7 separate regions of the Mus musculus genome follow, and all the other regions are linked to region 1. A link is a contact called in public promoter capture Hi-C data. All regions are on one chromosome and are shown on one strand. The core of a region is the stretch at or near the end of the contact, and the rest is flanking DNA. Distances in the headings are between cores, read along the strand shown.

Region 1 (3,132 bases), core at 274-2,773:
CTGAACACACTCTGCTTTAAGACACATTAGTTTTGACACACAGACCAACAAAACGGCAGGGGAAACTCCAGAATAAACACAAAGCTTCCGTAATACTAAATCCCGAAAGACAATCAAAAGCAACCTGGAATATCCATGAGTTCACGACGGTAAACACAGAGACTCAAAAGGACGCGCAGAATCTCTAATGCCATATCACATGGAACCACAAGTCCAGGGGGTTGGAACAAACCCTTTAATAAACCTAACTCCTTCCATCCGTGCCCCCCAAATTACAGGCCCGGACACCGGATTTAACAGGCACCATATGGCTCGGAGTGTCAGGTGGCCAGCAGCAATCCGGCACCCTGGCACACCGGACCACCGAGACCCAATACTCAACCACCTGGACAGCGGGGACCAGGCCCTTTGTAAAGTGGAGTAGTTACAGACCAGGCCCATTGTTCAGTTACATAATCTTAACCGACAACTTCTAGGCAGAGCCAAAAAGGGGGGCTGCCAACTTTTTTTTTTTTTTTGAGTGGCGGCGCAGGACAGCGAGCGGGGTGCGGCGGGGCGGTTATGTAACCGAACCCGGGCAGTGGCGCGCAGGGCTGCAGCGCCGCGGCCTTTTTTTTTAAAGGCCCTGGAGCCGGCTCCTCCGCCCCCTCCATTACCTTGGGAGTGTGCGGCGTGTCGAACAGGCGCAGCTTGCGGAAGGTCTTGTGCGGAGGGGTGCTCGGGTAGTCGGGCTGCGGCGAGCAGGGGTCGTCCATGGCTCGCGGAGCCCCGCAACCCTGCGGGGAGGCATCCCCTGGGCCGCCGCAGCGCACTGGCGAGAACGGGCTGCTCAGAAAGTAGGCGGTCGAAGGTGATTTGACGGGCGACGAGGAGCCGAAACCCTCCTCCTCCCAAGAGTCGCCCTCGGCGCCTCCACCCGCCGCTTGCGCGCCTCCGCCGCCGCCCTGCAGCAGCAAGTCGTCCTCCAGCTCTCCCGGGCTGCTGGGCTCCGCGCCGGGCGAGCGACGGCGGCGCTCGGCCTCGGCCTCGGCAGGGCTGCGTGCAGAAGGCAGGGGCGAATCCGGTTCCTGGAAGGCCGAGTCCTCCCCCGTACTGTGGCCGCTGCCTTCCTCCTCCTCCTCCTCCTCTTCCTCACAGTCGCTGCCCGGCGAGAAGATGAGCTTCTGCCGCAGACTGTAAGCGGCTCCTACGCGGCGGGTGGGCGGCGGCTGCTGTCGGCTCAGGAAGCTCATTTCCCGGCTGCAGTCACGGCGGAGCACGGGAGAACACAGGACCGGCGAGCAGAGGCCGGCGGCGTCCAGGTCGCGGCTGGCACAGGGGGCGGGTCCGCCACGTGCGATCGGGCGCGCCGGGCTGAGGCTGCAGCGGGCCTGCGCGGCGGCAACTCCGAGGCCCGTCAAGCTCACGACGGGGCGACGGCGACGGCTGCGGCGCGGGATGTCCAGCGGAGACTGGCCGGTCCAGTGCTGGCGAAAGGCTCCGCAAGTTCGTCCGCAAGTTCGGGTTCCGCGGCTTCCCGCGACCGTTAACCACGTGAGGGCCCAGCCCACCAATCCCCGCCCAGCCCCGGTTTGAAAAAACAGGGAGGGCGCGACGTAGCCCACGGGGGAGGAACCAGCTACGCGATTTTGGCGGGAACTCGCTGACTCCGCCCCACAGCCTAGGCGCGCCGCCAGTCGTGGGCGGGTCGCGGCATCCCGGGCCAATGAGTGGGCCTGGATTGCACAGAACCCCACCCAGAGTCTATGTTTAGAGGACCGGAGCCTGCCGGGAGCCGCCCTGCGAGGAGGGGCGAGAGGACGGCGGCTACTGCCCAGTGCTGGCCTTGGGTCGGCCTCCCTGTCTCCGGGTTCAGAAGCATCCGGACACCGTGCAGCCTTTGGGGACGCCTAGAAGCCTGGTCCAACCCCAGGTTCTGAGGCCCGACCCCTGGGGCGTTCTGGGCGTGGCTGTGTCCAGTCACGTTCTATAGTCGCGGTCCGAGCCGGAAACAGTGACCGAGCTCTGGACCTTGCCCAGCGCGAAACTCAGATAATGAGCTGCAGGACTAGGACACAGAGGTGGCCTCTCACACAGTCTTGTGTCCCTCACAGCCAGACTTATCCGTGATAATTGGTCCTGCCACAAGCCCGAATGCCTGACCTGCAACCGTGGTGTTTATATTTGTTCGCTTACACGTGAGAGTGCGCTAGCCAAACTGATTGGTCCCGGGAGAGAAAAAAAACAAAACAAAACTGAAGTGTAACAGAGGTGAGTGCTGGCGCACACACCTGTGATTCAAACAGTCTGGAAGCTGAGGCAGGAGGACCAGAAGTTTAAAACCCCTTTGCTCTGTAGTGGTCCTGTCTCATAATTTCCAGGAAAAAATAAGTTTCCACAACCTTCTCAACCGTAACTTAAATCTGTTTACAACAAGTGTGTTCCTATTTTGTATGCTATGATCAATCATTTCTCCTTGTTACGGTTTTGTTTTTTTTTTTTTTAGCATTCTCTGCTGGAGTGGGAATTACTGAGGCCAGACTGTCATACAGAAAAGTAGGTTTCTTTTTCACTAGGAAATTAGAACCCACTTTTGGGGAACTGAGGCCATCAGTAGAAAGCTTGATGTTTTTTAATGTAGATTCACATTATCTGGATAATAGCCTATTATACTCTTCTGTTGTCATTTACTGTAGTTAGGAGTACTAATGTGTGTGTGAGCTTTTTTTAACACTTCAAAGGCTGAAAAGTCAAACTGATTTTTGTTTTTGAGACCTGCCTTTGCCGTGTAGCCCGATTATTTGAACCACCTCCAGAGTGCTGGGATTATAGACCTGTGCACCTGCCAGGCCAGGCTGATGGACTGATCTTTGGTTTGGTTTGGTTTGGTTTTGTCTTGTTTTGTTTTCAAGATAAGAAAACTGTGTAGCCCTAGCTGACCACTAACTCACAGGGATCCATTTGACTTGGGAGTTCTGACATTGCTGTTAGATGGGTTGATCAGGGTGACCTGAAAGTAAGATTGAGCTCAACAGAAGCAAATTGCCCTTTACTTAGAACAACGCAGGCCAGTGAGTTTGGCAGTTTCAAAGAGAACTTCTAGAGTGGAAGTTTCCATATGCAGATCTGTTCCACTTAATAGTATCTCAAAAG
Region 2 (3,132 bases), core at 387-2,886, 970 kb before region 1:
TTCTAGGTTCCCTGGTCTGTCCCATTGGTCTGTCTATTTATATGCTGGTAGTATGCTGCTTTGGTTAAAAACAACTTTGAAGTCCTGTAGTATGGGTTGGCTATTTAGGGTCTTTCTATTTCCACATGGACTTTTGAATTTTTTTTATTTTTCTAAAGAATGTCATTGATATGTTGATAGGATTGCATTGATTCTCTAGATTAATATATGTAGAATGGACATCTTAACAGTATTTTTCCAATCTATGAACATGTGATATCTTTCTATTTCTTTTTTCTGATTCCTGCCATTTATACAGGAATTTCTCTGGTTCCAACTTCTATTATAATGCAGCTATTAAAATATAAGTTTTCATAGTCTTTCTGTTGAGTATTATTTTAACTATGGGTTGTCCTGGTTTTATATACTGAGGTGCCATGCTTCTATACAAAATTTGCTGAGGGTTTAGGGAAGAATGAATGTTAAATTGTTTTCAAATCCCTTTACTGTGTCTATTAAAGTGATTCACTTTATTCTGTTAATGTGATACATTTATAGATGTCTGGACATTGAAAGAAATTTGCATCTCAAGGATGAATGCCACCTAACCATAGCAAATCACCTTTACAAAATGTTTCACATTTTATGTTTGTGTGTACTTGTGTATGGGTGTAGGTGTGGGCACACACACACAACTTGTTAGGCTTGATGGCAAGCACCATTACCCACTGAGTTATCCTACAGACACCAAAGCACCTGACTATGCTAACTGTGTGCACTACCACTGAGCTGTATTCATAGCCCACAAGAAATATTTATTTCATTTTATAGAAAAAATAGGTTAAAAAACTGAAATCTATATCTATTGTCTTAAACTTTTATCCCAGTGGTCTTTCATTAACTTTATATTCAAAGAAGGAATATATCTGAAATCTTACTTTGATTCTAAATACAATAAAGAACACTACTGAAACAAAACAAAAATGAAAAAATAGAAAATCTGAAAAGACCAATGAGTAAGGAATTTGAGTCAGTAATAGAATCTCTCCCATAGTGGAAATCCCAGAACCTTATATTTGAGGCCTTGAATTCAACCCTTACCAGGAGAAGATTTCTTTCCTTGTATACAAAAACATTCTTCAGGGCCCATAAGATGGCTCAGCAGGTAAAGTGCTTGCCGCCAAGCCTCCCAATGACTTCTGTCTCTAGGACACACATCGTGAAGAGAGAGAATCAACTTCCTAGTCTGTGTGAATAACATGTACTTTCCTCCTAATAAAACATTGGCTTATAGCAGTTAAATTTTTAATTGCAATTTAGTAATTTCTATTTTCTAAGATAACATTCTTTAGCTGCATCATTTTAGCAGATTTTGATTATATTTTATTATAAAATGGACTATTACTGTTGCAAATAAAATATATAAAATATTTCAATATGTAAATGTTTTTATTGAGATATGGTCTGTAGCCCAGGCTGATTTAAAACTTACAGCAGTACTCCTTCCTCAGCCTCCTAAGTGCTGTAATTAGAGACATGAACCACTACACTAAGCTGCAACTCTCCTGTTTAAGAAATAAAAAAGGATTTGGTAGTACAGAGATGCAGATTAGTGCATCTCTCAACCTCTGTCACAGAAACTTCTATTTGCAGTGGACAATGATTAACTAAAAGACCCACAAATGGCCAAAGAGGTGCACAGAATAAGACACTGCAGAACACTCAACCCTAAATGGAATATCTTTACTGAACATTCTCCCTCCTCCCCAAACTCAGGGATCTCTTGGAAGAGGGAATGGAAAGACTATAAGAGCCAATGGTGTGAATAAGTACAAACAAACAGTAGCTTCTAGACATACAGGACAGCTGCACATATAAACTCACAGCAGTCATTAACATACACAAGCCCTGTGCAAGCTCAAGCCAGACCAAATCCTAGAATGAGGAAGGAAAGTAGACAGGGTCCCACCCCTAGCTGAGGAGCTACTTGCAAATGATAACTGCTGGGAAGGAGAATCTGTTTTCTTTGAAAGACTTGCTGCTGTTAGGTTGACCATACTCTAGTGGAAGACTACACATCCATAAATACATATACTGAATGAGTAGGGGAAAAAACACACAAAGTTGGGTGGTCAGGAAAGAAGAGTGATCTGGAAGTAGTTAGGGGAGGGAGTGAATATGATCAGAACTTAATTCTCAAAGAATTAAAAGATAGGAAAAATGGAGAAAGAATTTGGTGTTTCTATAATAATATTTTCAGTAACATATATCTTTTACTACATTGGAGAGAAGAGGAAAGGAATTATACACAACTTGAAGCAGCTTTCCTTTAACTCACTGCCAGTTAATCTTGATTAACTTCCAGGAATGCTTCTTATGTAATGAGTATCATCCATTCTCTAACTTTATTTTTTCTAAAGGAAATATATAATAAATCACAGTAAGCTAAAAAGCATCAGCTGTCCTCTTCAGAAGGGTCATTTGTGTCTCTTATCTAGTTCAGAAATTTTTGCCTGTTTCTATCCGGAAACAATTCATTTTTAAAAACTCTTAGTGATGTAACATGACAGGCAAGGTTCCTACTGTCATTGAGCTTACATGCTAATGCAATGAGTAGACAATACATACGAATGAAATTCATTTCAGAAAATAAGGACTTTGAAGTGAGGGGAATGGAATAGAGTACTGAGAAAGGGAGTATCTACTCCATTCCCTGCAGCTCTAGGGATTGACCCCAAGGCCTTGTGCATGCTCGGCAGTCACCGAGCTACATCTGTAGCCAGGTGAAGCCTTCTTCAGAGGCATCTGACCAGGTTGACCCCTAAACTATGGGGTGAAGACACAGCTCTGTAGGAAACTGAGGTGGAAGCTTCTGCGGTACTGGTTTGTTTCCCTGAGACCATTCACTCGTCAATAAAAAGGTATTTGCTTAAATAAAATTGAGCAGAGTTCAGAAATGTTCAAGAACTTTCTTTGCCTGTATAGTCAAACCTCAAAGCATTGTTCCATAATGGATAGACGTCAACAGATTTATCTCCTAATATTCCTTTTATAAAATTTTCTTCTTGGTTGTCCAATATAGCATTGGTACAACCCTTCCCTGCCCTTAATTTATAACTGGCATATTTTTTCATTCCTTCCATCATTTCTTTT
Region 3 (3,132 bases), core at 343-2,842, 930 kb before region 1:
AGAGAAAGCACTTTCCAACAACCTAAGAAGACTACATCAATTTCCTGAAATCTGAAAAGGTGTTGTGGGTGAGGGAATAAGTGGCCCCGAGAAGGCCAGGACCACTTTGTTATGGTCACACTCTCCTAATCCACACCCAACGTGCCTACTCCCCGTCCCCCGCTCCCCACCCCCAAGCCACCTTCTGTGAATAGGGCATTACCTGGCTTCAGAGGCAGCAAGGGCCAAATCAAATCTCATTTTATCTCCAACTTTGCTCAAGTAACTGAAGTACCTAAATGGAAGAAGAAGATAGAAGATAAAAGATATTTCACTCAATCCTCATATTAAGGCCCTGTTTAATAAACAGAAGTTCATCAAGAAAGGTAAAATATAGTTAATACTGTCAGTAAACTAAGAAATAACCATAGCAACAGGTAGTAAACATTAAACTTTCTAACTAACTGTGTCAGCACGGTGGGTGGGGCAGAAGTCACGAGAGCACTTACTCTTCACCAGATGAGGCAAGAAACATTAACAGAGATGAACAATAGCACAGCTGATCATCAGAGATGGGAGCTTTCATCTACCACACACTGAACTGCTAAGTCCTATAAGGTTAAACACATTTGAACTGAGCTGAATAAATCTGTTAAGCAGTAAGTGATAAGATCTTTAATCCTAGCTTGATGAAAATCAACATCCCATAAAGACACACTGGAACAGAACATGAAACCAACACAAGTGGAGACGAAACAGCTCACAAGTGTAAAACACTGGCTCGGACTGCTGAGAGGTGAATGAAAATCCCCGAGAGCCCACAGCCAGCCAGGCAGCTCTAGGAATCAGGCTTCAAGGCTGACTTGCCTGGACTCTGCCTGGAGTATGGCGCCACCACATGGCAACTGTGTGCTTTGACCTTAAACTAAACTGCTAGCTAGACCTCTAATGCTTGCTTTCCCCTAATGGTTATTATTATTATTTTTCTTTTGAGGAAAATCTTTTTTTTTAATCTCCTGAGGCAGTTTTAAGGCAACAAACCACTGTAAAGCCCCTTTCCTCAGAGCTCTCACCTGTGTGCGAGCTCCAGCTCTTTCACAGCATTAAGGACTTCCTTCAGATTACTTTTTTCATCTTTCAGGACAGAGGTAGCTAATCTTTGCAAGACCAAGGCCACATTAAACATCAGAACTGTGTCACTGGGTGCCACGTGTCTGGCCTGTAAACAGAAAGCAATGCAGGTAGCTTCTTATGACTGAATGCCACCAAAAGCATTCAGTAAACAAGTAAAAGCCAGGCAGCCATTTGGGGGGTGGGGCGGGGGCGGGGGCGGATGCAGTCCTGTTACCTTCAGCAGAGTCTGCTTGCACTCCTGCAGCTTGCCGCACTTGAAGAGGGCGCGGGCCAGGTAGAGCACAACCTCAGTGTTTTGGTGCTTATAGAACTTTCTGAGGCAGTTCTCATACTACAGAAAGGAAATGCTGGTTAGAAACACAGCAGAGCCGGGCAGTGTTGCCGAGTTCCCTTAATCCCAGCACTCGGGAGGCAGAGGCAAGCCAATCTCTGAGTTCCAGCCAGGCTGCTCTACAGGTCAAGTTCCAGGACAGCCAGTACACAGAGAAACTCTGTCTCAAAAATAAACAAACGACAACAGAACACAGCAGGGAGGTATTCTCATGCTGTGTCTGCATTTCAAAGCAGTTTTAAAGCTCTGAAAAGACACTCCAATTTGGCTAATTTCAGAGACTAATCTGGAGTTGACTTCTGACATTAGTCAGTTTACGTATTTACAACATAAAAATCTGTTCACAGAAAAACTAGGATCAAAATACTTTTTCCACTTGGAATTTGGACCAGTGCTGAGTAAAAGGTAAAGAGATTTAAGCCTGCCTGCCTGCCTCAACCTTAGCTGGGAAACCCCTTTCTCCTATCTTTAGGACACAATCCAGAATCAATTCATCATGGCCACCATGACAAGTCACACCTGGGCCCTCTGGGTGACACACTCTTAACATCTTCCTCTGGGATCTGTGTCAATGAGCATACAAGTCTCACACTTCAGCTAGTATGTTGGTCAACCTGCAAATGAACATCTGAGTTCATTTCACCTCTTTACTCTAGTGTGTGTCTGAGATCTGTATCTCACGTGTGTGAAGGGAGGGGTGGATACAGGGGCCAGAAGAAGATGTCAGATGTCTTGATATGTCTTGCTGTCACTGGCTGCCCTATCTCATGGTCAGGATTTCTCACCTGGAGCTTGCCACCCCTCCACCCTCATGGCCTGTTTTGCTATCCCAGTGATTCTCCTGTCTCCACTTCTGACAGCACTAAGAAAATGAACATATTTTTCATGGGTACTAGGAATCTGAACTTAGTCCTCATGACTATGCAGCAAGCACTTCTACACATAGTGTCATCTCCCTAACCCCCAGAGTTAATTTTTATATAAACAACATTTTTGACCACAAGCATATACACATCCTGTTATAGGTAACTGACAAGGTAATTTTCTGGACTATCTCTAATGGCTAATTTGCATTCTAGAAGGCAGTGCTAAGGTTCTGCAGATTGGGATGGCTTGTCTCTAAGAACACAAGCTCTGGGTTGTGCTCTCTGAGCTCTGCAAATCCCTCTGATCAGTTTAGTACGTGAAGCCTGAAGCCTGGACTAACTACTCTTGTCCTCTTTGTTCAGAAGCCTCTTTTGCTCTGACGGTACTCTACTCACAGACACCAAGAGCTTTGTTATCTTTTTTTTTTTTTTTTTTTTTTGGTTTTTCAAGACAGGGTTTCTCTGTCTCTGTGTAGCCCTGGCTGTCCTGAACTCACTTTGTGGACCAGGCTGGCCTTGAACTCAGAAATCTGCCTGCCTCCCAAGTGCTGGAATTAAAGGTGTGCGCCACCACGCCCGGCTGAGCTTTGTTTTCTTTTTTTTTTTTCCCGGCTGAGCTTTGTTTTCTTAATGTCCTGAAAACATCGAGTATACTTTTCCTTACACTGAAGTACTCAGCAAACATGAGAAACTTACAAAATCTACAGATACAACCCTTGTTTCCATTTTTGTCTTTTTTTTTCATTTTCTATTTCTTTTATCTTAAAAGATAAACAGTGGGGCAGGATAGATAGTTCAGTGATGAAGAACACTTCCTGCTCT
Region 4 (3,132 bases), core at 347-2,846, 910 kb before region 1:
CTGTTCCATAAATGAGAATATAACCATTGTTCGTGAGTACGTGCCATCACAGTCCTGGAAGTAGACCAGGTTGACCTCAAACTCAGAGATCGACCTGCCTCTGCTGCTACTAATTTTCATACAGATGATTTAATCATGCACAACAGATTTAATCCTGTGGGCTATTACTGTACTTGAGAACCAAAATCCTATGTTTTTTTAGTCAACAGAAAAATCTGCTCTAGGAATACTGACCGCCAAGGCAATCCATATGTGCAGTTGTGTGTGCTCCTGCTTCAGAATGCTGATGACTTCGTCTCCCTCCGGTAACTGATCGAAGTCAAGTTCAATGACCTAAAACACAGAATAAACGTTTCGTTTCCTTTTTAAATTCACAATTTCTCTCTTCTGCGTGTTTTGAATACTCATCAATGCCCATACACAAAGGGTATGTACTCACTTTCAATGGAGTGAACTAATTAATACATGTTCCTATTTAGGAAACACATGGCAAACAGGTTGTAGTCTGGTTTGGTCAAAGCATAGAAAAGCAGGCAAATCCTGTTGGTCGTTCTTCACATCGCTAAAACTATAAAATTCTCAACGACTTGCTTACTCAAAACCAAAATGAAACCTTGTACAACCCATAGGCCAACGAAACACTGATGCCATAGGTCTGAGAGCTTGAGAAACTCTATCCCAGAGGACAGGCAAAGTTGAATACCAACGGTCACTTAAATCACGGAGGCAGTATCGTGGGTCACATACATGCCTAAAATGTGGGCACCAACAATTAGAAGAAAAATATTCTGGAATGTACCCAAGACCACCATATTTTAGAAATGAATTCTACCTCGATCGAAAATAAAAGTGTGTAAAATCTAGTCTGACTGAGGCAACGCTGGAGCTTTATTCGGACAAACCACACGCCATGGATGAAAGTGGGTCGTTGCCATCAGCACACAGGAGCGGCTAAATCTCGGGCCCCTTATCTCGCCCAGAGAGCTGTGTTAATAGTGTGCCTTGACAGACTTTTCTTCCATGGCATTAAGAGCCGTCTCTCAGATACCCAGGGAGATTTAAAAAAATAAACAAATCCCAAGTTGGAGCAGCAGGTAGCCCCTGGGGCACTGACTCCCCTCTGTAAGAGGTGAGGTTTACTCGGCGCTCACACCCCTGCGCCTCGGAAGACAGCCGACTGTCAACAAGGAGCAGGCTGCAGGCGAACTTTCCCGAAGTCCTTGCGGCCAGAAAGGTGACCAGCTGAGTGGTGCCTGGGCCGAGAAGCTCGGCTGCGGCTCTCCCCTCCAAAAACCAAGCGGAGCAAAATCGGCGCTGGGATCGTCCAAGTTCATAGCCCTCCCCCGCTGCACACTCGGCACCCACCTCGTCAGTATCCCGGAGGGGAATCTCGATGGAGCCCCGCGACATGGTGAGCTCTGAAAGCAGGCGCTTCTCACCCCGCCGCTCGGCAGATCGCAGTCCCGGCTTCCAGCCTTACAGAGGTTACCACACCTCACACCCAGCGGAGCTGCCGGAGACCAGCTTCTCCTCTGCTGTCCGCCGCTGAAACAACGAGCTTCAGACCGCGACCGGCCACTTCCGGAGGCCCCGCCCCCTGTCCCGGAAGCACTACCAGTAGGGCGTGTCCCACGCGAGCTCCGCCCGCCTGGCGGCTCTGATGCGTCCTTCTTTGGAAAGACTGATAGTCCTGAGGTTGTTGTTGTGTCAGCCGTAGGTGACCGAGCGCCTTCGGGAACGCGGCATCTGCCGCTAAGGTGTCCAAACTGAGCTCCTCACAGACCCGCGCCGGAGCGGGGAGTGGTGGTGGTGAGGCGAAACCACGCCTCTATGGGCGGGGCCTCTGGTGACGAATTCTATGGGCGGTGCCTTGCCTCTTCGGCCACTTAAGCTTCTTGGGGGATAATTCAATCTTTTATCAGCTTTACAGTCGTTTTGTGTTGTCCCAGCCAGTTTGTGCAAGTCACACTGGTGATGTCGTTGTGACTAGTTTAAATAGACATAATCAGTGAATTCTGAAGTTATGGTAATAATGCACGGATTATTATTTTTATTTGTTGCGTTACATATTTGTATATGGATACATGCGAGCGATGGTGTGGCAAATGGAGGGCAGGGGACATCTTGTGGGAATCAGTTTTCTCCTACTCTGAAGGTCGTAGGGCTCGAACTCAGATAGACAGCGTTGGAGCCAGGCAACTTTTTGCAGACCCTGTTTATTTCTTGAGATATTCTGTATCCCAGGTTGACTTGAAACTCCCGACCTCAGCCTTCTGACTGCTGCAGTTATTGGCATATGCTTGGGCACCTGGCTTATATATATTTCTTAATGTACTTATATTTCTTTAGGAGCACAATGAAAAGGAACTGCTAGGTTTGATTTAAATAAAATCAAAAGAATTCTATTAAACCTAAATAATGAAATTATAGAATTCAAAAACATTTTAGCTCATGATTTCATTATAGAAGAGTATTAAATAGTTTCTTGTGCTTGGAATAAACAAGGGAAGGATCTTAATAAATAAGCGAATAGGCCGGGCAGTGGTGGCATGTACCTTTAATCCCAGCACTTGGGAGGCAGAGGCAGGCTGATTTCTGAGTTTGAGGCCAGTCTGGTCTACAGAGAAACCCTGTCTCGAACCCCCCCCCCCAAATGGGGAATAAAAAGGGTTAGTTTAACTGGGTGTGGTGGCACATGTCTTTAATCTCAACTCTTAGGAGGGAGGAGCAGGAGGAGAGCGCTGAATTTAGGCCATTCTACTCTATACATGGAGTTCCAGGCTAATCTGGGGTTACAGAATAGAGAGATCCTGTCTCAAAACAGAGCCCCCCTCCATCCCTGCTAGCCAGTGTTTTTTAAGATATTCACTGCTCTTTCTCCCAATTTCTTCTGCTGAGCCAAAGCTACTATTATCTCTTTGCCATCTTTTCTTGATTCTTCATCTTCTCTGGCTTCAAGCTCCAACCTAGTTTCAGCTATATTTCACTCGTAGGTATTTATGAAAAATGCCAGTTCATTTATAGTTTTCCTCTTAACTCTCTTAAAACTCTTGAGAAGAAACTAAATTAAATTTATTTATTTATTAAAGATTTATTTATTTATTATATGTAAGTATACTGTAGCTGTCTTCA
Region 5 (3,132 bases), core at 192-2,691, 840 kb before region 1:
ACACACACAAATAAAATGAACCTTTTTAAAAAACCGTCCATGTGTGTGTTGTATAGTGTGTGTATAGTGTGTGTAGCCTGCATGCCATACACCCAGGTGGAGGCCAGATGGAGGCCTGAAGAGGGTGTTGAGTTTCTTCCTCTGTTACTTTCAGTTTTATTCCTTTGAGACAGGGTCTCACTGTTGCTTTGCTCACCAGCAAATCCAGTAACATACTTGTCTCCAGAGCCTTCAGGGCTTTGGTTACAGGTGTGATCATGCCTTTAAACAAACAAACAATTAACAACAACAACAACAAAATGTGTGTGCCTCCACATTTAGATAAATGCTCACTTATCCAACACCTTTACCCAACTCAGATATTCATGTTCACACAGCAAACCCTGTTTACCTATTGAGCCACCTCCCAAGCCCTGAAAACAAAGGAGAAGAAGCAGCAGATGAGCAACATGGCAAAGTGTGTAACACGGGAGAGAGCAGATCCCACAAAGTGTGTAACACGGGAGAGAGCAGATCCCACAAAGTGTGTAACACGGGAGAGAGCAGATCCCACAAAGTGTGTAACATGGGAGATAACAGATCCCACAAAGTTAACCTTTGATCTTCACACACAAGCCCCTCCCCACTCTAATAATGATAATTAATATATAATGAACTTTAAAAATTAAAAATAAAAAAGAAAGCAAAGGCCATCCCAAATCCTGATGTGTAAAGAGCATGATAACATACAATACAACATATATGTAAATGGAGTCCTTCTCTGCATGAACTTGAAAAGTTCTGAATTACGAAATCTCCCTCCCGCTTTGCTCCTGTTAGAGCACAGGGTCCATTTCAGGTTATTTAACTGTTAGCTGCTCTCTGTTCTACAACACTTTCAATGATCCTGCTCCATCTGAGCCTGGAGATTCCCCTGGGGCACAGAGCCATCCTCTGTAGCTCAGGGGTCTCGCTTGCCCCTGCTTCCTTTGTCAGCTGTTACTTTTAACTCTCTGAGCCTTTGGGTATTTTTATTGATATCTGGCCGCTAGCCCTTTCAGGAAGCAGGCAGTTACAAATCCCTCACAGGCCAGTCCGTAAAGGGGAACACAAACTTCAGGAGGATTCCCCTGATGATCACGGTGCTGCGGGCTCAGGATTAGGTCCATGGGGAGATCTAGAGGAGAGAGGAGGGGCTTTGCTTCGGAGCAAGTGGAGGGCTACCTGAGCCTGGATGAAGAGTGGATGTTGGTTTTTGTCCATGTGTAGCTTCCCATCAGACCTCTGGGAGAGCTGCGTGTTCAGAGTTCTCCGTGTCAGTGGGCTTGTTTTGTTTTGTTTTGTTTGTTTTTTAAAAACCTTCTAATGATCTGTTTTAGAGCTACGGTGTGTTCCTTAAGCCCAAAGAAAGAGCCACAGGAGAGAGTTGTCACACTTGATGGCCAGGGCCGTGACAGTGATCACAGTGCTGGAGTGTGGGAGGGGCAGGGTCTCTGTCATGCTGTCTGTTGTCAGGCTTATGTCATCAGGAGATAGAGGCCAGCACTTGAGGGAGTTGAAAGTCTAAAAGCTGTTGTATGGAATCTGAAAAGCCAAACCCTGGGAGGCTGGGGTGGGAGGCTGGGGTGGGAGGCTGGAGTGGGAAGCTGGGGTGGGAACTGGGGTGGGAGGCTGTTGGCCAAGGTGGCAGTATGATTCCACACCTGGCTTGCAAACCAATGCTTGATCATCTTGCTTTGGAGAATTCTAGTTATCTCCCTCAAGGTTGGCTTAGAAAATGTGAGCACATGGGTGGCTGAAGCTAAACACAATGTCAATATGCAGAGGAGACCACAAGCACTGGCCAGTCCATTGTTGAAAGTGAATAAGCCAAATTGGCCACGGTCAGGACCAGAGGGGTCACTGTGACATGCCAGCCATCCATGCATGCCCTCTTGGGTGGTAGGTAGTCATTAACTTTGGCAAGGCAATCTCCTAAAGGAGGGTTTCCTCTACTGTCCACCAGGGAAAGTAGTCCCTAGGCAAGGCATGGGTGCTGAACTCATTGTGGGAAAGAGTGAGATACGGAGACTGAGTCAGCAGAAGGGAGAGGCTGTTGAGAACGCTTGATCCACAAATGCCCCTTTTAAGATTCTCACTTGTCACGGATTCCCTCAGCCTCAATCCTCAGGAGAACTCCACCCGTCTCCCCATAGGGACTCTCTGGATGTGTGTGCTCAAAAGTGTGTTGGAAAGGTTTGCTTTCAGTACATTTGCTGAGCCCTAATCACACCTTAAGGGTCAGAGAAATGCAGACGAGAAACACTGAATTTGGAAGAACACACGGGGAGGACAACCCTGGAATTGTTGCTAGCCAAGTGGAGGGAGGACATCACCCTGAAAACAAACCGTTGTACTATGTTGGAACAGGGCTGACTAACTTTTCCACAAAAAGGTAGTAAATGCATTTGTTGTGTTTTGTTTTGTTTTGTTTTGTTTTGTTTTGTTTGTTTTTGAGTTAGATAATGTCTGTCTGAGGTATTCAACTGTCCTTGTAGGAGGGGAAACTACCAAACTACATAAATGAATGTGGCAGTATCCCAATGCACCTTGCTTATTGGGACATTTATATTTGATACACAGTGAGTACTTTCTTTGACTCTGCTAGAGGAGTGCTTGTTAATATGGGAACAACGATAGCAAAAGCTACCATCCCAGTAGCTGCTTTGTGCTAGATTGTGGTAGGCACTCTATGTTTGATTTTCATATATTTACATACTCATCTTACATACTTATCTTTAAGAGCCAAAGTCAAAAGTCAAGAGCTAGGAAGTGTGTCGTTTATGTTGACAACTAAATGATTCAAAATGCCATGAACAAATAGCACAGAAGGCTAGAGAAGGGCAAATGTTCCCTGAGATGTGGGAGTTCCCAGGACTGTAAGCCTGGGCAGACCTGATAAAACTTGCCAATACCAATGACTTTCCAGGTCTGTGGTCTTTGGGGGCTCATCCTGGAAAGGGGACCTGATGGCCTAACTTTCCTTCTTAGGATGGCTCCCTGCAGGGCCACAGAAGGATTGTCCCATCTATCCCTGGCTGCCACTTCCTGCCCAGGGCTCTTGTAACTCAGGCTTTTATAAGAGTCAGGGAATGTTCTATGAAAATGTCTCAG
Region 6 (3,132 bases), core at 182-2,681, 820 kb before region 1:
AACATGACTAAGTAGCTATGTTGGTTCAAACTTCAGAGTCTGACTTGTAGTAGTTTATTCTAGGCATATTTAAGCACAGCACAATTTGGTGAAAACTTCCCTAGTGATGATAACTCAACCCTGTGTGTACAATAAAGCACAAATGAAGCTAAATAAAGTTCAGATGTGACTATACAGAAACTCTTTGTAAAGTACATGTGGCACCATCCATTAAATGGGTTTATAGATGGAGAAAAACAAGCTTTCAATAAGGGTCTAAGGGAGATTCTAGTGTTGTCTAGGGCATACATATAACTCAAAGGCTGCTCCCAGCCTTGTGTTCAGATAACAGGTCATACATCCATTCTTTCAAAGGAACAACCCTGTGTGTTTGACATTCCAGGTTTCCCTAGTACCTGTCCTCTCTAGCACAGAGACCCCTGACCTCCTACAAACAAAAGCACTCCTAAACTGAGTATAATAAAAGATTAGCAAAGAAACAGCCTCATCCCTAGATGAAGAATAGGAGTCCTATTCTTCCTACATCTGTAGCTCTCAGCATTTAAGAGAGGGTGCTGCTCTTATAGAGGACCTGAGTTCAGTTCCTAGCATCCATCCAGAACTGCCTGCAACTCCTGCTTCAAGATATCTGATGCCCTCTTTTGGCCTACACATTCATGCACACACACACACACACACACACACACACACACACACACTTAAAAAAAAAGTAAATATATTTTAAAGTACTTTCAAACCTTATTAAGCCACCCCCCCTTGTTACCCCCATGGCTGTTACCTGCTTGTTGGTCCAGCTCAATGAAGACCAGGGCCTGGGTGAAGCTTCTTAGAGGTACAGCATTGGGAGGAACCCATGTGCTAGCTGTAGAGTCAATGGTTAAGTCCCTTGATTGGCCAGTAGGAACCCTGAAAGCCAGTTCCCCACAAGCTACGCCTACCTGTGACCTGGAGCCAAAACTAATATTTAAAGAATAATGAGATGGGTTCTAATGGTCTCTGAAGGCTTTTCAGGTGCTGTGATTCTGTCTCTGGGCTTGTAGGAATCTGAAGCTATCCTGACTTTTTTTTTTGTTTTGTTTTGTTTTTTTTGTTTTTGTTTTTTTTTTGTTTTTTTGCAAGTTGCAATGGCTGAGACAGCACCGGAATCTGGAGGAGGATGCTTGAGGGACTCAAGCCAAATGGGATCCAGGAGGCCCAGGTCCCTCAGAGAAGACAGAGAACAGGGTTTAAGACTGCGATCTCTGTGGTCTGACCACATTGGCCTTGAATTCCAGCTCCTCTGCATCCTCATCCAGAGACCTAGAACCAAGGCTGTTAGATTTCTGATTGTTAGAGTCCCCGTGGTTACCTGTGTGCTACTTTGAACAAGGGTTAGCTGTTGCCACTTCTGTTCAGCCTGCTCAGCTCAGCCCTGAGGCAATTTATACCCTTGCACAGAGGTTCAAGGTCCACGTGAGACTTTCATTCTTTTACTTTCTGGTCTTGCTACCAGGCTCTGGGCCTCTCTTAGTTCTCCGGAAGCCAGATAGGCATGGTTCATAAAGAGCCTCTGCTCACACTGGGCTCCTGAGGTAGCATGGCCACAGGGGAGGTTCAGCTCTCCCAAGCTAGCTGGAGCCTCCAGGGGCAGAAAGAAACCTGACTCCCCAAGAGTACAGAAGTCAGGCAGCCAGGAAAGCAAGGCTGGCCAGGGTTCAGCCGGAAGTTCCCGTTCTGTGTAAATTCCCACTCTGTAAAACAGGCAAGGAACAGAGCATCCTTCCAAGTTTATAGCTCCCTGGGGTCCAGCCCTAGTTTTGAATACTCCAGTCCCAAGCCTCTGTTTCCCACCACTAGCCTGAGTGCTAGCTGAGTCTTCACAACAAAACCCTTGAAGTAGGAGAGCTATATTGTTCTCTTCACTGCAACTGCTAATTGGAATTCGTAATCTATCCCTACAGTGAAGTGAAGCCTTCTGGCAGTGACTCAGCAGTATGCATTCTCTAGGGCCCAGGCCAGGACACAGAGTGCTGACTGAATTGAAGCTGTTGGGACACATACCTTGGACCTTTGGGGACCACAGAATGACAGGCTGTCAGCTAGAAAAACCCTATGTCTTAGTTTGCTTTTTGTTGCTGTGATAAACATCACAACAAAATGTAGCCTGGGGAGGAAAGGGTTCATTTTATGTTTCACTTCCAAGTATCAGTACATTACTGAGGGAAGTCGGGCAGGGACCTGGAGCAGAATGCATGGAGAATGCATGCAGACCTGTTCTTCTTCACTGTGCAGCCACAGACCCCAGATGCAGTGTGACCAAGTCATCGGTACTTTCCTGAGCTGTGACCAGGAACCACTTAGGAAGCTGACTCATTGGGACAGCATGCATCCTCAGAGGTGCTTGGCACACTTGGGGTATAGGAGCTCCTGTCAGTAAGAGCCTGGGTTCCACTTGTCCAAGTTCTTTTCTCCTTTGAGGGTTTCTACAAGTCTCTAGGAACAGGTTGCTCGAGTTCATGGACAGAGCATCTGGCTTCCTGTTGTCAGCTCCAGCATTCACCACTCCACCTCTGTCTTCCACCTCCCTGCACACAAAGCCACTTGATGATAACAGGCATCCGGGCACCGGAAACTACTGAGCTGTATTCATACATTTAGCTTTAGATTAAAAAATTACTCTTTGGAAAACGTCCCACATTTATATAATGTATTTTGATCCTACCCACCCACCACTCCCTCCTTTAATTCTCCATAGTGCCCATCTATCTCTCTCCCATTTCTTGTCTCCTTTTGTTATTAATAATTACCCGAGTCTGCTTAGTGATGCTTCTTCCATATGCACAAGAAGGCGTGGCTAACTTGCTAGCAGCTGCTTTCCAGATAGAGAATGACTCCTCCATAGCTATTGACTCACAGTAGTTCCTCTGCTAAAGGTGAGGGAATTTTGACTGGCTTGATCTTATGAAGGTCTTGTGCAGGTAAGCACAGCTGCTGTGCGTTGGTGTATTCAACAACCGTGTCATGCTAAAGGTTAGCATTTTATAGTTTCCCTTTCCACCTACTGATTCTTACACTCCACCCCCCTTCTGAGATGTTCCCTGAGCCTTGGATGGTGGGAGGTTGACAAGATGACCCCTTGACAGCTGAGCACTC
Region 7 (3,132 bases), core at 335-2,834, 650 kb before region 1:
CACCAGCCCACCTAGAGAGGACCAGGTACTACCAGCCTCTTCAGAGCAAGCCAAGTCCCTCCAAGTTGCAACCTGGACAGGCGGACTCCCCCAGTCTGCAGTCAACACTTCCTCTGAGGTGAAGGTGATGATGGAGCTGGAACAGACAGAGGCTCCACGGCTGCCTGCAACTTGGCATTGACTCTTTGTACCTAGGGTACAAAGCATGTCTTCTTAAAGAGGTCCCTGCTCAGCCCACAACTGCTCAGGACCATACTGGGCATACTGCTGTCAGCTTTACTCCAGTAACTTTGCTTATTTCTCACCAGCCACATGCAGTTTGGGGACACTCCCGTTAGAAAACATCTACTAAGGGGCCTCTCAAACTTGCATCACAGGCCTCTGCCAGCCTAGACCAGCCATTAGCAGATCTGCTCTTAAAGCAGCTGCAGGAAGTTCAAGGGCGGAACCAACCTACTACAGCACAAGGGTGTACTCCCAGTGACTTGCCCAGTGACAGGAGGTAAGAAAGGGGTCCTCAAACGGACTCATCATCTGGTCCATACCTCTGCCTCCACCTAGAAGTTCACCCCAGCCCAACACACCCAGTGAGGCTCAGGCACCTAGAAACTTGTCCAGGAGCTCAAAAGCTAGCATGCCCGGTTCCTTTAATTTCCCTAAATCTTGAGATTTTTCTCTAAGCCAGGAACCAGAGGTGCTGCAGGCTCACCAGAGGCCAGGACCCAGGCCACCGCTGGGTAGGGACGGGGAACAGGCTCTGGAGGTGGGAGCTGCGGAGGTTCTGGTCTCTGAGCACAGAGGGGACTGGGCACAGAGCGCCGGCCCAAGGTCAGCGGCGCAGCATCGCGCGCACTCACCGGATTCGGAGGGCAGGGCCATGGGGGCCGGCTGCCGGGCTGGAGCGCAGGTGCCGCGCCGGGCAGGGCGCACAGGGCAGCGGCAGCAGCGCACTGACGCCTGCGCGGCCCGGTACGTGGAGCTGGACCCGACCAGGCCGCGCTTGCAGCCCGTGCCCGCCCCGCAGGAGCCCGCGACTGGTGGGGACCAGGCTGAGCGCTGTGCGGCAGGGCCCGGTGGCGGGGCAGAGAGCCTGTGCAGCGGGATCGCGCACTACCTGGAGGACCCGAAGCTACCCGAGGCGCTGGGCCGCGCTGCCAGCAGGAAACCTAAGCACCCGGGCGCGGCAGCCTCCCTGTCCTCGGCCGGAAGCGAGTCCGGCTCCACCCGGGCTCCGTGGGGCCGCGACACTGTCCCGGGTCAGATGCCAGCAGGGATACCCGCTCTGAGCCTCCCTACCACCAATCTAGCTGCTGCGCCTCGAGGTGTTTGCCCACCTCCTCCTCCCCTCCCAACCAGGACTTTCCCCAAAAAACGAGATTCTAGAGGCATGGTTCCCTCCACGACACTTACTCTTGGTAGCTAAACCGACCAGCAAGCGTTGGTTTTCTCCAGGTGTTGGACCGGTCCCTTGAATCACCTTCCCGCCCCTCCCAACACACACGGGCGCGCGCGTGTACACACACACACACACACACACACACACACACACACACACACACACACACACACACACACACACTTCCTTGCTTCCCAGCCTTCTGCGGTCTAGTTTCTATGCCAGCCCCTCAAAGTCCGGAATGACCTCTGAGTTGCCAAGGCCAGCGGGAGCTTTCTGTGCACCCTTGCTCACCTCTTCCCAGCACTGCAGCCTGCTGACCACGCCTTCCTTCCTGGAACACAGCTCCCAAAGTTAGCACTGGGTGTCTGCCGCCGCTGGCTTCCACAGACTTCCACAGAGTGACCGGTTTCTTAGCCTCCATGGCCTGGTTTTCCATTATGCTGCTCCTGCTCCGAGGAGTCTCGGGATGCCAGCTCCCTGGATCATTTCTGGAGCTAACTCAGAGAATCCAGGCCCATCCAGGTGGTTTTAATGGCCTCCTGCCTGCTGATAAGCTAGTAAACTCTTAGGCCCAGAATACTCTAGAGCGGCAGGTGCATCTCAACCAGAGATTCCTAGGCCCAACTCCTAATTGCCTGCTGGTGGTTTTAGTCTTGACCAGTGACCTCACCCAAGCACCCCCACTTTAAGCCACACTGGGGAGCCACCTTTTGACTTGTGCCTCTTTCACAGAGTTACTGCTACTGTGAGTTTTCATTCACTTCACAGCTGTCTCATTTAAGCACCAAATTTTATTCTTTCTACTTCATAGCCTGATGCTTGCAATCTACATATTTATCAATGATACTCACATGACTGCTAATATACATTACATAGCACACTTAAAATGTTAAAGATGTGATAAAAATGAAGCAATAATTTAAAAATACGACAGGATCTCACTATGCAGCCCTGGCTCACCTGGATTTTGCTATATGGACCCTCCTTCTGCCTCCAGACTGCTGGGATTAAAGGCACATACCATCAACCCAGAAAATTATTTTCCTTTTAATGAATAGTATGCTGCATCTTTTTCTTCTTGCTTTAAAGTTGCCCATGATCGGCTTGGTGAAAGAACCGTGATTAAACTAGTTTGCTAGGCCAGGCTTGGTGGTCCATGCCTTTGATCCCAGCACTCAAGCAGCATACAGCTATCTTTGAGTTTGAGACCGGCCTGGTCTACAAAGCAAGTCCAGGACAGCCAGGGCTCTGTTATACAAAGAAACCCTGTCTAACAGAAAAACAAACAAACAGAAACAGAAACAAAAAGCTAGCTAGTTTGCTGAACCTTAATTTTTTTTAGATTTATTTATGTGCATGAACCTTTTGTTCCCATATATGTCTGTGCATACCTGTGTATTTGGTGCATGAGGAAGTCAAAAGAGGGCATTGTCTCCCCTAGAACTGGAGTTATGAGTGTTATACGTCACCGAGTAGATTCTGGGAATGGAACTTGGATCTTCTGCAAGAACAAGTACTCTTGACTGCTGAGCCATCTCTCCAGGACTCTGGCTGTTGTTATTTGTTTCCTAAGAAGATAGATACCCAAAGATAAACAGAACTCTGTCTCTGCACTTATTAAATTATAATTCTGCTCAAATAGCACCTCCCAATTCTGTAAATGTGAAGGGTCACAGGAAAATGATTTTGTCTGAAATCAATGTTCTCAGTGAGTATTTCGTCAACTATCCTTG

The links. Promoter capture Hi-C pulls out the DNA fragments that hold promoters and counts their contacts.
Region 2: a promoter capture Hi-C map of liver shows a contact between it and region 1, with 2.1 times the contacts expected there. The contact joins the enhancer-like site here to the promoter of Wee1 in region 1. A contact is called at or near these places in 7 of 39 promoter capture datasets (the C10 cell line, cranial neural crest, liver and 4 more), 2 of 484 Hi-C or Micro-C datasets (B cells and embryonic stem cells), 4 of 115 datasets of contacts at active chromatin or transcription factors (cardiomyocytes, effector CD8 T cells, large pre-B cells and 1 more) and 1 of 9 other capture datasets (liver).
Region 3: a promoter capture Hi-C map of liver shows a contact between it and region 1, with 4 times the contacts expected there. The contact joins the enhancer-like site here to the promoter of Wee1 in region 1. A contact is called at or near these places in 4 of 39 promoter capture datasets (the C10 cell line, cranial neural crest, hippocampal neurons and 1 more) and 2 of 115 datasets of contacts at active chromatin or transcription factors (bone marrow-derived macrophages and microglia).
Region 4: a promoter capture Hi-C map of pre-B cells shows a contact between it and region 1, with 9 times the contacts expected there. The contact joins the promoter of Ctr9 here to the promoter of Wee1 in region 1. A contact is called at or near these places in 16 of 39 promoter capture datasets (3T3-L1-derived adipocytes, the C10 cell line, the SN4741 cell line and 9 more), 1 of 484 Hi-C or Micro-C datasets (embryonic stem cells), 6 of 115 datasets of contacts at active chromatin or transcription factors (effector CD8 T cells, embryonic forebrain, embryonic stem cells and 3 more) and 2 of 9 other capture datasets (adipose tissue and liver).
Region 5: a contact with region 1 is called in a promoter capture Hi-C map of pre-B cells, with 4 times the contacts expected there. The contact joins the enhancer-like site here to the promoter of Wee1 in region 1. A contact is called at or near these places in 2 of 39 promoter capture datasets (hippocampal neurons and pre-B cells), 1 of 115 datasets of contacts at active chromatin or transcription factors (memory CD8 T cells) and 1 of 9 other capture datasets (adipose tissue).
Region 6: a contact with region 1 is called in a promoter capture Hi-C map of liver, with 2.1 times the contacts expected there. The contact joins the enhancer-like site here to the promoter of Wee1 in region 1. A contact is called at or near these places in 3 of 39 promoter capture datasets (hippocampal neurons and liver), 1 of 115 datasets of contacts at active chromatin or transcription factors (memory CD8 T cells) and 1 of 9 other capture datasets (macrophages).
Region 7: a contact with region 1 is called in a promoter capture Hi-C map of hippocampal neurons, with 3 times the contacts expected there. The contact joins the promoter of Ampd3 here to the promoter of Wee1 in region 1. A contact is called at or near these places in 3 of 39 promoter capture datasets (hippocampal neurons, liver and pre-B cells), 3 of 115 datasets of contacts at active chromatin or transcription factors (astrocytes, pancreatic cancer cells and stem cell-derived neural progenitor cells) and 2 of 9 other capture datasets (macrophages and pancreatic islet).

Annotation. Positions count from the first base shown.
Region 1 is chr7:110,120,450-110,123,581 of GRCm38.p6, reverse strand. It overlaps Wee1 (WEE 1 homolog 1 (S. pombe)), which reads right to left and starts at 1,523. Exons shown (of 11, transcript NM_009516.3): 1 at 657-1,523. The coding sequence starts at 1,232.
Region 2 is chr7:111,090,240-111,093,371 of GRCm38.p6, reverse strand. No RefSeq gene overlaps it. Among named protein-coding and RNA genes, the nearest start is that of Eif4g2, 8.8 kb to the right of the region's middle. Within about 2 kb of position 1,636, at least 1 of the 459 cell types and tissues checked has an H3K27ac peak or open chromatin away from gene starts, as enhancers often do. A contact at or near this core is called in liver, where this site is marked.
Region 3 is chr7:111,047,576-111,050,707 of GRCm38.p6, reverse strand. Ctr9 (CTR9 homolog, Paf1/RNA polymerase II complex component) reads right to left here. Exons shown (of 25, transcript NM_009431.2): 17 at 1,328-1,444; 18 at 1,053-1,198; 19 at 203-274. Among named protein-coding and RNA genes, the nearest start is that of Ctr9, 20 kb to the right of the region's middle. Within about 2 kb of position 1,592, at least 12 of the 459 cell types and tissues checked have an H3K27ac peak or open chromatin away from gene starts, as enhancers often do. A contact at or near this core is called in liver, where this site is marked.
Region 4 is chr7:111,027,415-111,030,546 of GRCm38.p6, reverse strand. It overlaps Ctr9 (CTR9 homolog, Paf1/RNA polymerase II complex component), which reads right to left and starts at 1,596. Exons shown (of 25, transcript NM_009431.2): 1 at 1,366-1,596; 2 at 235-333. The coding sequence starts at 1,410.
Region 5 is chr7:110,961,475-110,964,606 of GRCm38.p6, reverse strand. The region is part of intron 1 of Mrvi1 (MRV integration site 1); the gene reads left to right. Among named protein-coding and RNA genes, the nearest start is that of Mrvi1, 19 kb to the left of the region's middle. Within about 2 kb of position 1,441, at least 18 of the 459 cell types and tissues checked have an H3K27ac peak or open chromatin away from gene starts, as enhancers often do. A contact at or near this core is called in pre-B cells, where this site is marked.
Region 6 is chr7:110,940,645-110,943,776 of GRCm38.p6, reverse strand. The region is part of intron 2 of Mrvi1 (MRV integration site 1); the gene reads left to right. Among named protein-coding and RNA genes, the nearest start is that of Gm16336, 37 kb to the right of the region's middle. Within about 2 kb of position 1,431, at least 164 of the 459 cell types and tissues checked have an H3K27ac peak or open chromatin away from gene starts, as enhancers often do. A contact at or near this core is called in liver and memory CD8 T cells, where this site is marked.
Region 7 is chr7:110,766,658-110,769,789 of GRCm38.p6, reverse strand. Ampd3 (adenosine monophosphate deaminase 3) reads right to left here and starts at 1,584. Exons shown (of 15, transcript NM_001276301.1): 1 at 1,411-1,584. It also overlaps B430319F04Rik.